Linked DNA regions of Danio rerio: region 1 is linked to region 2. Evidence: chromatin contacts called from public Hi-C data. All regions are on one chromosome and are shown on one strand. Each heading gives the region's core, a stretch centred on a gene start, on an enhancer-like site or on the middle of the called end of the contact. The rest is flanking DNA. Distances are from core to core; before and after follow the strand shown.

The links. Hi-C and Micro-C count contacts between places; a contact is called where the count stands out from the background.
Region 1: a contact with region 2 is called in a Hi-C map of embryo, with 1.8 times the contacts expected there. The contact joins the enhancer-like site here to the promoter of adgrg1 in region 2. A contact is called at or near these places in 3 of 18 Hi-C or Micro-C datasets (caudal fin, embryo and hematopoietic stem cells).

Annotation. Positions count from the first base shown.
Region 1 is chr7:28,808,852-28,812,846 of GRCz12tu, reverse strand. All of the region lies in intron 1 of ccdc102a (coiled-coil domain containing 102A), which reads right to left. Among named protein-coding and RNA genes, the nearest start is that of ccdc102a, 46 kb to the right of the region's middle. Within about 2 kb of position 2,611, at least 4 of the 62 cell types and tissues checked have an H3K27ac peak or open chromatin away from gene starts, as enhancers often do.
Region 2 is chr7:28,719,539-28,723,374 of GRCz12tu, reverse strand. adgrg1 (adhesion G protein-coupled receptor G1) reads left to right here and starts at 1,332. Exons shown (of 13, transcript NM_001020481.1): 1 at 1,332-1,401; 2 at 2,701-3,144; 3 at 3,236-3,284. The coding sequence starts at 1,332.

The sequences.
Region 1 (3,995 bases), core at 1,362-3,861, 88 kb before region 2:
CAAAAAGCCTTCAGCCAGAGCAGCCAGCATCTCTCATCAGCCACGAAGAAAGAGTTACAACCAGGCTACAACATGAGGGAGTAGAGCTTTGTGTTTGTAAAAAAAAAAAAACAAAAAAAAAAAAAAGTGTGAGGCTGTTTTTCATGTAGAGTGTTGGCTTTGGTGAACAAGGGCTAGATTTATTATATTTTTAAAACACGGCCCTCTGTCTGACCTGTAAGACAACCAAGCATGTCATCTGTCTGAGCCCAAGAAAAATATCACATGACAGAAAAAAAATATGCTTTACGATTTAGGTACATGTACTATTACACACAGACATGGACAATCAATCACTAACATAAAGTGGTCCACTCCAGATTTGCTATTATTCAATGTTGTTCTGAGCCATTTTTTCTGAGCAACTAAAAATGTAATATTGTTCCTTAAATGAAAGTCTATGAAAACATTCGAAAAACACAATGAGTTTGCATAGATTTCACACTTCACCACTGATCTACATTTCTTGCATTATTCATTTTTATGTATATTTTAATTCTACTAAAGAATTTCAATGCTTTTTTTGTTTATTTTAGGGATTTCTATTTTAGTTGATAAGAAAGAATTTGGTTGTAGCCTACAGAAACTTCTAAATGGAACTTTGTAAAGAAAATAAATATTATTGCAAATTTAAATTACACAATTATCTGTGCAAGGACTAAATACACAAATTGTCAAACAATCTACCACTATTACATCTGAGGTAAAACATGTGAACTATGTTATTTCTTCCATGTAAACCAGGGGTCTCATTTGTGGCCCTCTCTCTTTCTCTCTCTGGCCCGCAACTGACGTCAAAATATAACGAGATTCGGTCCGCCAAAACAGATGTTTGTGAATCACTATCATTGTTGTGCAGTCGCATATAGCCACTTGTGGTTTTGACCCCACACCTACTGGACACTTAAAGTTGTGTACTATATATCTAGGTTACTTTCGGTTTTTCCTCAGTGTGTGGTCGAGAGTAACGTACAATTCAGATTATTTCTGTGGCTGATTTAAACGTTATATATGAAAATATACAAAATATATGTCTGTAAGTGCTCTATTTTTACTAAAGCTCTATTTTTGTAAAAATTCAAGGGTCATTTGATAAGTTTTACACCACCTGTACTTTGTTGTACAAACACTTTTTTGTGGCTTACACGTTATGCTGGTGGTGTTAATTTGATCATTTTGCTAATATTCGATTCAAATGGTCTCATTAATAGATTTTCCTCAAATTCTAAAGAATTGTATAAAAAATGTGCATTAGTAAAATTTTACTACTGGTTGAATAGAACATCTTAAAGTAAATGTGAATATCTACATACTTTCTCCCTCTTTGTTGTAGTTAAAAAAAAATAAAAATAAATAAAAAAAAAGGTATGGATAGGATCAATTGCCAGCAAAGTCACTAAAGTAACCCAATCTGGTTTCGCTGTCTTAAGACTATCTGTTAAACTTTTGGTTAAGCAACAATTGATTGGGACATAATAAAAATAATAGTAATTATTATTATTATTACTATAATTAAATTGTAGCATTTTCAAAGCAATTTATACTACCCCTTCATTGTGTAGAACATGAAACAAAAAGAAGGAGCTTTGACTGCATATACTCTAGGGACGAATGTCTGAGAACATCAATAAGATCAGTTTTTTTTTTCTTGTGCTTGAATGTTAATACAGCACTCATATGAATTGTCAGTCCCTGGGGTATGGCCCCTCACCAAATTGAGTTTGAGACCCCTGATGTAAGCAGTATATTATACTTGTAGCATTCTTGTGAGGTAAAATAAAGAAGGAGAACAAAAAAAAGTTTACTTAGTTGACATGTTCACAACAGGATTATGTTCAATATATAACTTTTGCAGAGACAACCATTTTTTCTCAATTGCTTAAAATGTAAAAACAGATCATGTGTGCCTATACCTAAAGAATTTATTCAGGTGCAAGGTCTTCAAAATAATTTCCAATACAAGAGCTCTACTGTAAACTGTTGCTCAAAGCAAACAATCAAACGCCACTCTTCAAACCCAGATGAAGGTTTATGGGTGGGGTTTGTGGCTTTGGGAACTGCCGACTCGTGCATAAAGTGGGACAAGAAACATAGGCATAAGATTCTCATAAAACACTACTCATACAAAAGCCCTCTTTTATTAGCTCAGCTTGGGGGAAAAGGGGAAAAAAAGCATCAATATTTGCACAACGGTGCACAACGGTTTGGGTGGCAAAGAACAGCAACCGCTGCCACAGTGGGTCAGTGGGACAATAAATCAGCATTCTGGATCAACATTTCAGCACAGGCTACATGGTTTAGTCTAGATGTCAATGGATGTCTCTTTTGTAAGCTATGGCTTATATGTTGGAGGCAAAGCAGTTGTCATGCCAATCAGCTCTCGCAAGAATGTGGATCAGTAAGAGAAAGCAACAGAAAACGAGACAATAAGAAGAAATGTAATTATCTCCAGAGGCTTTCTTCACAGGAGATTCTGATTAACCCTAATGATGCAATCCGAGTAGCATCTCCAGCAGAAACATGAGCAGCGTGAAGAGAAGAGAAAGAGGTGAGGAAAGAGGAGAAATGTGTAACTGGAACCGCTGCTATACTGCTGACAGCTTGAAGAAAGAACAGTTGGGTTCAAAGCCTTGCTGGAAAGTGACAGAATTGGTTTATATCTTTCAGGTTTGTTTTTTTGAATAATATAAAAATGAAAAAAGTATACCATCCTTATGGATTATTCACAATGTTCAAAAAAGAAATCTTTTGAGATAAACATAAACAGAGCATTCCATGTGTCAATGCAATTATTTTTCCTTAGCTGCAACCTAAGATCAAATGAATTCTTCTGTAATAGTCATGCAAGCCAGAGGTTCTCAAACCTTTTCTTGATGCACTCTTCCTTACATACAAGGCAGAAAAACTGAACAACTGCAGATATTTACAAGCGAATGGACAAGCACAGACCCTTTATGCAATACACAAGAAACCTATTCTAGGAAATGTGAGTAGCATTTAAAAACAAAAAGCAATGCATTTTAATCACAATCCAAACAAAGATCCCACTGTACCTCAAGTACATATAGTGTGATCTTTAAAAATGTTCCCAAATAATATTTTGGGGGTAAAAATTGATTCAACTTGCAATGCCACAGTCAGTCTAGTACATCCATCAACCATATTAAACCTTTGAAGCAAAAATAAGGTCTGTTTGATGGTTGATCAATTTGTAAATGTCTGCTAGGAAACGTTTATATGGTGGAGCTCTTAAAAAGAAAATGTGCTCTTGTGTGAAGGATAGAGTTTAAAAGTGACTGAAGGAGAGCAACACATATTAAGTAACAGAGTGCAGACAAACAACAGCAACTCCTCGTGCTGACAGGCAGAAATTAAAGCAGTAGCTAGATTAAGATGTCAGTCACTCTCGGCAAAAACTGCTTTTGAACCCACAGTCACCACATGATCATCACCAACTCCAGGTGTTACATTATCTTTAACTTCAGGTTGCTTACAGACATAATCTTTCCTATCATCCTTAGCTCTTTACATTTTATGAACAAGTTTGTTAGTAAATTGTGAGCACTGTGAAATGTCAACCAGGATTACCCATTATTCAGTTTATCAGTTACTCAAGGCTAGTATTTTCAGGTAGGGCAATAAAATCGATATCTGTATTTATTGACTGAACAGCATTGTCAATAATGATAAAAAAAGAAGTTTGGTATAAAGTTTCGGTATAAAGGCTACATTTTTTTTTTTAAATGTGTCTGCTGAGCGAGCGCCTTGGAAGGAATGCCAATTAGCTTGTGTCAATATGTCATTTCCCATGGAGAAGCAGCGACATGCACATAGTGTGATGCACAAACTTTTTCCAGGTACTACTAGTTAAAAAACATCTGAACTTTTCCGAATGGTCCAAGCACACTGCGATTCATGTAACAAGAACTACCCAATCTGCTTCACACTATATGGAA
Region 2 (3,836 bases), core at 83-2,582:
TTTTCTTCTGAAGTCTTATTTGTTTTATTTCAGCTAGAATAAAAGCAGTTATTACTTTTTTTAAAAAACATTTTAAGGTCAAAATTATTAGCCGCTTTAAGCAATATATTTTTTCCGATAGTCTACAGAACAAACCATCGTTATACAGTTACTTACTTAATTACCCCAACCTGCCTAGTTAATCTAATTACCCTAGTTGAGCCTTTAAATCTCACTTTAAGCTGTATAGAAATGTCTTGAAAAATACATAGTCAAATATTATTTACTGTCATCATGGCAAAAATAAAAAAAAATCAGTTATTAGAAATGAGTTATTAAAACTATTATGATTAGGATTGTGAAATCTGTTAAACAGAAATAGGAGAAAAAAAATAAACAGGGGGTAATAATTCTGACCTCAACTGTATATTTAATACCCAAAATATTTCAACATCATGTGATTTTATGCACACTCGTTCTAATTTTGAAAAGTACTGCTAGTATGCTAATTGAGACGCGGCAATTGTTTACTTAAGAGGATGTGGGCTTCTTGAATTCCTTCCCTCTTGTAAGTGTATTTTAATATGCATTTATAATAGTCGTCTGCATAGTCTGTCAGTAAAGTGAGGAACAAACATCATCATTCAACTCTGTCAGATATGCAGAAGTGGCTTTTAGTTCTGTTCTGTGGCCCAGTCAGTGACCCATGCTGACTCATGCTAGAAAACTTGCCAAGTAGTGTCTGACTCATCCACTGTCACTTGCTGTGTGTTTTAGCGCATTGGGACTGGCAATGTGCTATGATTCATTGTATTGAACATCTGAGGCAGGCCCTTTGTCATGACCATAAGGACTCATGCTTTACTACACGAAACAAAACAAAGACTGTGACATAAAGACTGAATGTGACCACAATAGTGGTTTTGTAGAAAAGCAAGTCTGTTCCCATTGATAAGACATGGCAGTTGCTGCCAAGTACGCATCACAATGTATTTTTACCCTAGCATTAGTTTGTTCTCATTGATAAGAGTCCAGGAATAGATGTGTTTAGATGCCTGCATCTTTATCTCAAGAAGTGTGAGTTTGTAAAAAGGAAATCAGTATGGAAAATGCAGATGTGTATTTTTTATGAGTTTGTAAGAGGAAGGAGCAGCAAAGATATTTGATAAGTTATGTTTCTATTTCAAAGGTTGCCCGCGCATGAGGCATTGTTATTTATTTATACTCATTTATTTTTAACAAGGCCGTTCATTCTGCTGTGGCGACCCCAGATTAATAAAGGGCCGAAAAGAAAATGAATGAATGTTTAACAAAATTCTCTTTTGCTTCGCAGGCTTCATCTATGAACTACAATGAAGCAGAATCCAGCAAAGACTGCCAGAATGTGGATAATCATCTGTCTTTTGTTCGTTTTGGGTCAAGGTAAGTAAACGAGCATTACATTTACATTGAATCATTTAGAGGACGCATTTTTCTAAATGGATTTAGAAATGAGGATAAACAAAGCAATTCAAATCACAAGAGAGCAGCAATATCTAGATGCCATGACGATGCATATCATTACTATCAGATAGAAACCTACCATGGCATTGCATTTCCCTCAGCTTACAGTGTGTACAGTATATTATAGATGTGTGCTTGATAGGTTATTCATGTCAATTAGGTCAAAATTGCACTTCTATTGCAGGCAGTATTGGCAAACTAGACACTCTTCTCACTCAAATTTGTTAAAATGTTTTGATTTACAGACAGTGTTTTCTTAGTACACAGGAAAATTGTCATTGTCATCATTGTTGGGTGAATGATGATATTGATTGTTTGAAATGTGATTGTTTGGACAGTTACACTCATCTGACACTTTATTAGGAACACCTCACCTTACTAGTAATGGGTTACCCCATTTTGCCTTCAGAACTGCCCTAATCCATCATGGCATTGATTCAACAAGGCACTGGAAATACTCCTCAGAGATTTTGCTCCATATTGATAGCATGATAGCATCACGCAGTTGCTGCAGATTTGTCAGCTACACATACATAATGCGAATCTCCCGTTCCACCACATCCAAAAGGTGCTCTATTGGACTGTGATCTGGTGACTGTGTGGGCCATTTGAGTACAGTGAACTCATTGTCATGTTCAAGAAACCAGTATGAGATGATTCGCGCTTTATTTACTTATTTATTTTTATTGTAACAAGTGGTTATTTGAGTTACTGTTGCCTTTCTATCCGCTGGAACCAGTCTGGCCATTCTCCTCTGACCTCTAGCATCAACAAGGCATTTGTGCCCACATAACTGCCGCTCACTGGATATTTTCTTTTTATCTGACCATTCTCTGTAAACCCTACAGATGGTTGAACGTGAAAATCCCGGTAGATCATCAGTTTCTGAAATACTCAGACCAGCCCGTCCGGCACCAACTATCATGCCACTATCATGTCACTTAAATCACCTTTCTACCCCATTCTTATGCTCGGTTTAAACTGCTGCAGATCGTCTTGATCATGTCTACATGCCTAAATGCATTGAGTTGCTGCCATGTGATTGGCTGATTAGAAATTTGTATTCATTAGCAGGTGTACCTAATAAAGTGGCCAGTGACTATGTATATAAAAAGTATTATCATTGTTTTTTTTATTATTATTATTATTTGCAGCTAACACATTTATTTATTTACAGCATATTAATACATTTTTTAACACAATTTGTTTATCTAACAGCAACAGATAATGACAGAGACTTCAAGATGTGTGGAAAGTGGCTCCATGGCATCGCACCTCAAAATCTGGAATATGATTTGAAAACCGGCTGTGAAAGAATTGAAATTTCAGCCAATGAGAGCACGCTCTCCATTCAGGGCAGGATCACAGCCAAGTGCACACAATCTTCATCCATTCAACTAGATTCAAATCCTCATCAGAATCAAAGTCATTTCTGTGTGTTCTGGGAGCCGCTGCTGGACCTGCTGATAGTGGAGGTCAATGGCAAGAATCACACTCTATGTAAACCAAACGGCCTTCAAGGAACCTGCTGCACCGACCTCTCACAAGGAGTTCAAGACAATGCTCATATGTATGGTATTGTGAATGGCAGTGTCAAAGGTGATATCATCACAGGTGATCTCAAGGGAAACTACATATTTGATGGGGCTCATATCAACTGCAGTAAGAATCTTTATTTTAATATGTCATAATTTGTTTTCTCGTGAATTAGAGATATCAGATGTATTCATTTAATCTCTTTTTTGATTAATAGAGGAGAAGTTCTGTGATGAGGCGAGACTGAAGCCCAGAGGAGCAAACATGTGAGCGAGTCGTCTTCTATTTGTTTAGTTTTGTTTGGTAGTTTCACTATTACTTTACTGTGATATGAATTCATGACATCTACCATGCATCACAACATCACCTCTTGCATCCTTGTAAGAACGCAATCATGCTGAGCCTAAGAGCGAGTGAAAAACAGAGGTTGAGCCACAAACAGGAAGTCGAACCAGTGACGGCACTAGCTTTTTAATTTAATGCATGGACAGTCGGATGCATCACTGGTTCTTTGATGCATTGATCACAGTTATCAAGATATTATTTATTGCAGAAACATCTCCTTTGTTTTGGCATGTTCTTTTAAAATACAGAGAAATGTATCTACTATTGAAAATGATCAAATTGCCTCTGCATGCTTATTTTGATGCATACAGTATATGGGTGGGTCCACTGTGGTTTACTTTATAACCATAACACATACAAGCCTTCCGCCCCAAATACCATAAATAACTCTTTTTGTGGTATTGTGGGATATAGGCGATTTGGGCGTACATGAATGCAGCAATCTATGAATCATACATTGAATAAATTTGGTA